2 separate regions of the Zea mays genome follow, and region 1 is linked to region 2. Evidence: chromatin contacts called from public Hi-C data. All regions are on one chromosome and are shown on one strand. Each heading gives the region's core, a stretch centred on a gene start, on an enhancer-like site or on the middle of the called end of the contact. The rest is flanking DNA. Distances are from core to core; before and after follow the strand shown.

Evidence for each region. Hi-C and Micro-C count contacts between places; a contact is called where the count stands out from the background.
Region 1: a Hi-C map of ear shows a contact between it and region 2, with 3 times the contacts expected there. The contact joins the promoter of LOC606463 here to the enhancer-like site in region 2. A contact is called at or near these places in 6 of 25 Hi-C or Micro-C datasets (ear, endosperm, leaf and 1 more).

The regions. Positions count from the first base shown.
Region 1 is chr7:19,578,145-19,582,726 of Zm-B73-REFERENCE-NAM-5.0, forward strand. It overlaps LOC606463 (alkaline alpha galactosidase 1), which reads left to right and starts at 2,412. Exons shown (of 7, transcript NM_001154078.2): 1 at 2,412-2,896; 2 at 3,127-3,365; 3 at 3,459-3,690; 4 at 3,780-3,890; 5 at 3,992-4,582. The coding sequence starts at 2,706.
Region 2 is chr7:19,504,160-19,508,629 of Zm-B73-REFERENCE-NAM-5.0, forward strand. No RefSeq gene overlaps it. Among protein-coding and RNA genes, the nearest start is that of LOC103632117, 50 kb to the left of the region's middle. Within about 2 kb of position 1,487, at least 11 of the 20 cell types and tissues checked have an H3K27ac peak or open chromatin away from gene starts, as enhancers often do. A contact at or near this core is called in ear, endosperm and leaf, where this site is marked.

The DNA.
Region 1 (4,582 bases), core at 1,162-3,661, 75 kb after region 2:
GGGTCTAATCACCTAGATTGTCGGACCCAATATATTGGTTCGATAAGGTATTGTTCATAGTGTCCAACGATCGAGTAGGGATCCGAATTATATGAAAATTTTAATATTTTAACATATATATGTATAGAATTTAGTTCTAATATTTAGTCGTGTTGTTAAGCATATTATGAATGGCAAGAATAAAATTATGTATAATTTTTATACATTATTTTCTCACTGCAACAAAAAATGAAAAATATCTAAATTACAAAAGTCTACTATAATATTTATAAATTAAATTAAATATTAAAATATTTTAAAATATCTAGTAGATGTAAAGCAGCCGTCAATCAGCCAGCTACTGTATAGAAACTTTGTAGACTATAGTACACCTATCAGCCTGGCCCCTAGCCTCTAGGGAATGCAACAGCAACGTGTTCTCATCTTCCCTTGTCTGCGAGTAGCTGTTAAGTTTTCTTAAAATTAAAAAATAATGGTAATATTATCTAAATATTTTATATATAGTAGACTCAACGAATTTGATAGTATAAATTATGTACTTAAATTATTAATATTATATATATTTGGTCGAAATTAAAAGTTTTTAATTTATAAAAACGAGAACAATACTTATTTATTTTGGGTCGTTGTGAGTTACGCACAAGAAAACAATATATCGGTTATGGAGTATTCTAGCCGGCAGAGAATAAGGAAATGATGTGCTTGGCACCGTGCAGACATCGATACGAAAGAAAAACTAAAGCGTAATTTCGCCTTGTTCGTTTAAATAGTCAGCATCTATTCAATCATCTATTGTAGTCCCTCAATCCACGAAAAATATATATCTCGATTCTTGAAACATAAAATAGTTTAAAATCTAACTAAGTTTACTAAAAAAACAGTACCAACTCCTATATACTTACATATATTTATTTTTAAAATGCCCATAATTAATCTATTGATATACCTTTTATGTATTGTAAATATTAATAGTTTTTCTATAAACTTAATAAGATTTAGGATTATTTGATCACTCACGAAGTGAGAATTCCGTTCTTTTTTTTTGAACGACTGTTTAGCCGTTTAAATGAACGCTGGATGGAATAATTTTTAAATACGGTAGTTGATTGATGTTTAGTGTCTCGATGTACACTGAATTTTGTCAAAACGTTATTTGATTTAAAATGTGTATGTTTGGATGAACTGATACGAATAGTGGGATTTAACTTTATAGCACCCGTGAATGAGGTCAGGACGAATGGATATTTACTTTAGAGGATAATAAATAAAATTTTATCTTATATATATTCTTATCACCTGATATCTACTACCAAAATCCGACATTTTACCAGTGCACGGATCTTTGCCGAGAGCAACTTATCGAACACTCGGCAAAATTAGCTTTGCCAAATGCCACTCTCGGTGAACTACAACACTCGACACAGACAGTCTTTTGTCGAGTGCAAAACACTTGGCATATAACAACGCTCGGCAAAGGCTAGTTTGTCGAGCGTCAAGCTCTCGGCGAAACAAGGCGTTCGGCAAAGGACGGTCAGCAGTCGTCTACAGTTGACGACAGTTAACTAGGCCGAGTGCCAGACGTTGACACTCGGCAAAAAACCCATTGCTGATGTACTGTTTACTGAGTCCTCTTTGCCAAAAGTAACACTCGACAAAGAGTTTGCCAAGTGTTTTTTGGGAGCAATTGTGTCCGATAGTGATCTATACATCTATGAGGCAATCATATCTTCTTAAGTTCGCTTCGGCACTTAAGATATGTTTTGTTTAGCTTTCTGAACTTGATTCGCTGTTAAAAAAATTAGAATGTCAACCAAATAGATACAGCAGTGGAATAGATTTCTCCAATTTAATTCAGAGTTACCTTCTACTATAGATTTTTCATATTCCTGTTATCCATGTTACACGCCGTTATTGTCTTATAGAATCTATAGTTGAGAGTTATTTTAACCAAATAAATTATAGTTTTTTCATAATTATCAGTTTACAATTATAATCAGATTTTCAGGAATCTAAATTAAAGGAACTCTCGGTACTCTTACTAATATAAGCGACACATTCAGAAAGCAAAACCCATTTCCGTTGCCCTGATGCTCGTCTACTCTACATATGTCTAAAAACTTTAGTTTTGTCCCATGCCAAGGAATGCACATGCACTGAACTTGGACTAGCATAGGGACTGTGGAGAATGGCAGTCACATACTCACATGCACCATCTACCAATCAAAATTCTTCTCCGCACAAGACAAAGAACTCTAGATTCTTCTTCTCCGGGCGAGCTGTACAAGGGTGTTTCACCGCGATGGCGTCACCGGCAGTAAATCCACGCGCGACGTGTCCCGCCACGTCACCCCGCCCCTCCCGTCCCCTGCGAGTATATAAACCCCTCGCCGCCCGGCTACCTCCTCCCGCCAGCATCTCCCTCCGAGTCCAGGGGGCAGGGGCACCATTACCGAGTAGTTTAATTAGTGCTAGTTGTATTACCATTGTTAGTGACTTAATTACCCTCACGCGAAGCACCTTACCTCTGCTAGTCCTCCTACGTCTCTTCTCTTCGCTTAATCTTGGTCGGTGATTTGATTCTTCACTTCTTGCGCGCATTGCAGAGGGTGCTCGGTCTGCAGCTATCTTAGGTTAACCAGTCGTGTGTGGTCTATCGATTTCGATATAGTACTACTGCTCTGTTATAATCAGCGGGAAGGAGGAAGATGACGGTGACGCCACGGATCACGGTGAGCGACGGGCGGCTGACGGTGCGCGGCCGTACGGTGCTCACCGGCGTGCCGGACAACGTGTCGGCGGCGCACGCGGCCGGGGCGGGGCTCGTCGACGGGGCCTTCGTCGGCGCCCACGCCGGCGAGGCCAAGAGCCACCACGTCTTCACCTTCGGCACGCTCCGGTGAGTAGTCGTTCCCCATCAATCGACCGACCCCCTCTTCTCGAGTATTTCCTTCCGCGATAAGAAATGAGGCTGGTTTTTTCATGCGAAACGTCTAGAATCGGAATTTTCGTTTTTTAGTCCAGGAAGATTTTCAAGTACGTAACCTTTTGCGTTTCAAGCTGGTGATGAGATTGAAACAAGGGTAGATTTATGAAATAAATAAACAAATAATTCGTGGCGCCGATCAGGGACTGCCGGTTCCTGTGCCTGTTCCGGTTCAAGCTGTGGTGGATGACGCAGCGGATGGGCGTCTCCGGCCGCGACGTCCCTCTGGAGACCCAGTTCATGCTCGTCGAGGTCCCTGCCAGTGACGGCGACGGCGACGACGCCCCCGCGTACGTGGTGATGCTTCCGCTGCTGGAGGGGCAGTTTCGGGCAGCGCTGCAGGGGAACGACCGCGACGAGCTGCAGATCTGCATCGAGAGCGGTAATCCGTTCCTTCCATGATCACCGGATGAGATAGCAGCTCAGCTCGACTCGACCGATGACGATCACCGGATGGTCATCCTCATCCCTGCAGGGGACAAGGCGGTGCAGACGGACCAGGCCGCGCACATGGTGTACCTCCACGCCGGCGACAACCCCTTCGACACCGTCACCGCCGCCGTCAAGGCGGTGGAGAAGCACCTGCAGACGTTCCACCACCGCGACAAGAAGAAGCTGCCGTCGTTCCTCGACTGGTTCGGCTGGTGCACCTGGGACGCCTTCTACACCGACGTCACCGCCGACGGCGTCAAACACGGCCTTCAGAGGTACGCGCGCTCTGTCCGCTCTTGCGTGTCAGTGACTCCTCCGTGCCAACGTGCCGTCCTGACGCGGCAACTCTCCTCTGCTTTTGCAGCCTGTCCAAGGGCGGCGCGCCGCCGCGGTTCCTCATCATCGACGACGGCTGGCAGCAGATCGCCTCCGAGAACAAGCCCGACCCCAACGTCGCCGTCCAGGAGGGCGCGCAGTACGTGCATTGCACGCATCGCATTTCTCTGATCAATCATGGCTGGCTGCCAGCCCGCCGCAGTTTCCAGACGCTCACCAAAACTGGTTGATCGCTTCCAGATTCGCCAGCCGGCTGACCGGGATCAAGGAGAACACCAAGTTCCAGACCAAGCCCGACGGCGACGGCGACGGCGAGCAGGCGCCGGGCGGGCTGAAGCGACTGGTGGCCGAGACCAAGGACGCGCACGGCGTGAAGCAGGTGTACGTGTGGCACGCCATGGCCGGGTACTGGGGCGGCGTGACGCCGACGGCGGGGACGGCGATGGAGCGCTACGAGCCGGCGCTGGCGTACCCCGTGCAGTCCCCGGGCGTGACGGGCAACCAGCCGGACATCGTCATGGACTCGCTGTCCGTCCTGGGGCTGGGCCTGGTGCACCCGCGCCGGGTGCGGGACTTCTACGGCGAGCTCCACGCGTACCTCGCCTCCTGCGGCGTCGACGGCGTCAAGGTGGACGTGCAGAACATCATCGAGACGCTGGGCGCCGGCCACGGCGGCCGCGTCGCCATCACCCGCGCCTACCACCGCGCGCTCGAGGCCTCCGTGGCGCGCAGCTTCCCGGACAACGGCTGCATCTCCTGCATGTGCCACAACTCCGACATGCTCTACAGCGCCAGGCAGACTGCCGTCGTGCGCGCCTCCGACGACTTCTA
Region 2 (4,470 bases), core at 237-2,736:
GCACACACACATATACTTTAAATTTTGTGTAGTCTAAATATATATAATTTAGATTTTGTGCAGCATAATTAATCAAAGATATAATATAGTAGTTGCTAATATATGATCCATAACTCTGTTGTAGTATGTCAACCAAAGTTTAAAAAACATAATATAAGATAAAATACTCGTTAAATGACCAATCGATGATATGAGACGTCAAAGCTAATTCGTTTGCAGACGTTGATATCTAAACCTCACCCCTTTATGATCCATCTTATTATCTGGCTGGACAGCTATCGATTGTCGCCGATTATTTGACTTGCCACTTCTATAGCCCCACAACCAAAGTCCAGAGAAGGTGATCACGCGAAACAACAGAATGAGCGCCAACAACATCAATCACCGGAACCACATGTCGCAACCGGGACATCCGCATAGACTACAAAACTGGATCCAAATATGGTTAACTTTATTATTTTGGTATTGTTACCACGACAACTTTAGTTCAATATATCAATTAGCTAAAAAATGGATTCATGGACTAAGATAATTTATAAAGAACTAGAATTCTTATTCAATATCGAGTGCTTAAGATTTATAACATTATACAATATTTTTTCACCATATAGTATTGATGAATTCGTCGGTCCCTCTTATATTGTAATCCTGGCTCCGCCCCTGCTGACAGGGGCAGCAAGAAGGTTCAAGCTCATTGCTAAAGAATCGGAGTTATCTCGTGTGGGGTGTGCTGAGGCTTGGCAACGTCGGAGCACCGCGATCTTCCTTCTTCTGTGCCAGTGTTTGGTTGTAGGCGTCGTCGAGTTTTCTTTGGCCATGTGCGGCTCGTCTTGCGTAGTCGGGGCTGCTTGTCCCTTGGGTCGAGCTCGGCAACGATAACTCTGGATGAGTTGGGGGGGTTCTGTTGTCTGGGCTGTTTTGTGCATTATGTAGGTGGTGAGTGTTGTGCCGTGTTGATGTCACAATCCAACTGGCGGGTTGAGTTTGTATGGTGTTGACGTGTTGATGTTCTAATCCAACCGTATGTTGTTTATTATTTTATTATTTTGTCTGGTCTGGATCTTTTTCCTTTATTAATATAAAGTATGATTTAAAAGTGAAATAATATTCGTTATATATCATAGATATACCTTCTTATAAACCAAAACATAAAAAATGATTTTTTTTATTACAAGCAGTGAGATGTGTTCTCACTGTTTTAGAGTTGAGGGGACGAGGTGCATAATATCACGCATTTTGTGTACAGGTGGGTGGAGAGATAAACTCGACTTGGTGATGATAAGAGGAGGGCATGATTGAGTGCAGCGTCAGCGTGCGTTATCGGACAGTGCATGCTTGTGTGATATTTATGCATACTCTGGCTGAGACTGATACTCTTTCCGTGAGGTGTCAAGTCTGATCTACAACAAAGTTGCAATAATGATGATTAGTTTCTGTTCTGAAATAATAATTGCTCCAGTTTCATGCTGTCAATCCAGCGACCTGCATATACCGGGAGAGGGAGGGAGTCAACGCCCATCTGTATATCCTGGCTGTCTCTGAACATGTTTACTTGACGTTGACGTGTTCGCTTCTTCGTTTTTTTTTTCTTAAAGTAAAGCAACCGCCTGTCGAGTACAGTTCCCGTTACCGTATCTCTTCATGGTTCGGTATTTTTAGCCTCCTTCGCAGGCAAGCAATTAGCCTGTGTACCGCGTATTTCCAGCACATAGCTAGCTAGCTGGTATTTCCGTAATCTTACGAAAGCGATTAGTAGCTTAATTACTACTCCTATACATTTGTAATCGATGTAAATTATGATGATTACTCATGAAACTCCTACTGTTACCTCTAAAGATCCTCTCACGGGAACAGACGGGAAAACGAGCCTGTTGAGCACTGAAAAGAGCTGAGGCCGGATGGTCCGCAACCCGAACGGTCCGTGTTGGTGGCGTGGACGGTCTATGCGTGCGCAGAGTCAGTTAGGGTTCCTAGTTTCTCGCGGGATTTGTTACCTAAAACCGCGGGATTAACTCGGAAAACAGTTTAAAGCGGATCCAGACCTCCCTTTATATAGATGAAGGGCTACGGCCGATTGAACCCCCAACAATCGATCAAATCAAGTCTATTTCTCGTTTTTACCTTATGCATTAGGAGTAGTTCTAGTTTAGCCCTAGTTTAGTTTATTACAATCCTCAAATTCTCTGCTTCTCTTCGACTCTACGTCGATTAGAGGAGTCTAGGTCGACCTACCGAGCCTAGACAACACCTAGGATTAAGAAACGTGGAACCCTAACTGGTTCCACACACGCGCGGACCGTCCGGCCTCGGGGCCGGACCGTCCACATGTCACTTTGGGTGCCCAACATATGCCCCCTGCCTTTTGGAGGAGCTGAGCGAACCAAAAGCAACTAACTCGATGTAATCACATCGATATTCTTAAGCATCTTGCCACATACTAGGATGGCACTGCTTGAGGAAACGCCCGCTCAATGCCTTGGGCAAAACTTTGCCTTGTAATGTTTGCAATAAGTATGCATCACCGGACATCACATGTGCTACCTTGTAAGGGCCTTCCCAACTTAGCGACCACTTTCCAAACTTCTGGTCTTTGCTCCTTAGAGGCAAGATGGTCTTCCACACTAGATCCCCTACTTGGAACGATTTAGCCTTGACCTTCTTGTTGTAAGCTTTGGCAACCATGATCTTATCCTTTTCTATTTCTCCTAATGTTGTCATTCTCTTGTCGGTCACTGTCGGGGACCGTAATTAGGGGTACCCCCAATGCTCCTTAATCCGGCTGGAAAACATCTTCAGAACAAACCATAAACGACTGATAAAGCGCAGGCCTCGTCTAACAAGGGACGCGACCTCATCCGAGCCCAGCCTCGGGCAAGGACGGTAGTCCCGGACGGATTCACGCCTCGACCGAGGGTCCCCTCAGTCAGCAGACGCACCCTCGGCTCGCCCGAAGCCCAGCTCGGGCAGACTTTGTCGTGCAGCGACCTCGCCCAAATCGCCTTACCAACCGACCGTATCACATGCACATTTAATACGGGGATCGCCTGACACCTTATCCTGACACGCGCGCCACAGTCGGCAAGGTCGAAGTGACCGCAGTCACTTCACCCCTTTACTGACTGTTCTGACAGGAAAACAGCACTGTTCACCCCGCTCCGGCAACTGTGCCAGCCACCAGGGAAAGACTAACAACAGTCACGGCCTTTCCCGAGTTCGGCCTCGAGCGCAACAGAGAGCTCCGCCTCGCCCGACCCCAGGCCTCGGCTTCAGCTTCGGCCTCGGGAGAAGGACTCTGCCTCGCCCGACCTCATCCTTGGCCTCGGAGGAGTCGCCGCCTCACCCGACCTCGGCCTCGGACCGACTATGCTACAGGGGATACATCATTACCCTACTCCTAGCTAGCTACCTCAGGCTATGAAGGAACAAGACCGGTGTCCCATCTAAGGTTACTCCGGTAACAGGTAATGATGGTTCCCCGCGTGCGCCCATGACGTCGGATTACTCCCAACCTCCTACGGAAGCAGGGGAACGTCAGCAGCATCCATGCCGCACCGCCAGCTATGCTTCTATAGGACTCAAGGCACTTCTCCGACGGCCACGTTAGTACATGTACAGGGCTCAAGGCAATTCTCCGCCAGCCACGTTAGCTCATAGCAACACCCCCATTGTACAGCTGGGCATCTCCTTGTATCTATAAAAGGGGATGTCCAGGGCCTTCCAACGAGGGAGGAGGGAGAAACGTACGAACGTGCGACGTACGAACGAGCGAAGGCAGGCGAGCAGAGGCAGGCAGAGTAGGAGAGACGCGGTAGAGGCAGGCTCAGACAGCTCACCTCAAGGCCGAATCCTCTCTTTCTCTCTCTCTCGCTCTCGCTCCCTCGCAACGCTTGTAACCCCTACTACGAGCACCCCGTTGCAAGATAACATAAGCCTCATTCCCCTCTTGTGTTCCATCTTGCATCAACCCATCTGGGCAGGGACACGCAACAACAAATTCACTAGTTGGTTGAGGGTCCTCGTGGGTCCAAAACACCGACAGTTGGCGCGCCAGGTAGGGGCTCGCTGCGTGTTAACGAATACTTTCCCATTGAGTTCCAGATGGGTAGCCTTCAGCAGCCTCTTCAGCCTGGGACAGTGCTCCACTTCGGAAGTCTCGAGTTCATGTCCCTCGACGGCGGCTATGACATGGTACTGCTCTCCTCGCAGCACGACAATGACGACGGTCGTTGGCTCGCCCGGCGGAGACGTGAGAGCACCTAGAGGGGGTGAATAGGTGATCCTATAAAAACTTGAAACTTAAAGCCACAAACTTGATTAAGTGTTAGAGCAATAAAGCCAAGTGGCTAGAGAGAAATTTTTGCTAAACACGATAACCACAAAGAAATCAACACAGAGAGGCACAGTGGTTTATCCCGTGGTTCGGCCAAGTCCAACACTTGCCTACTCCATGTTGTGACGTCCCAACGGACG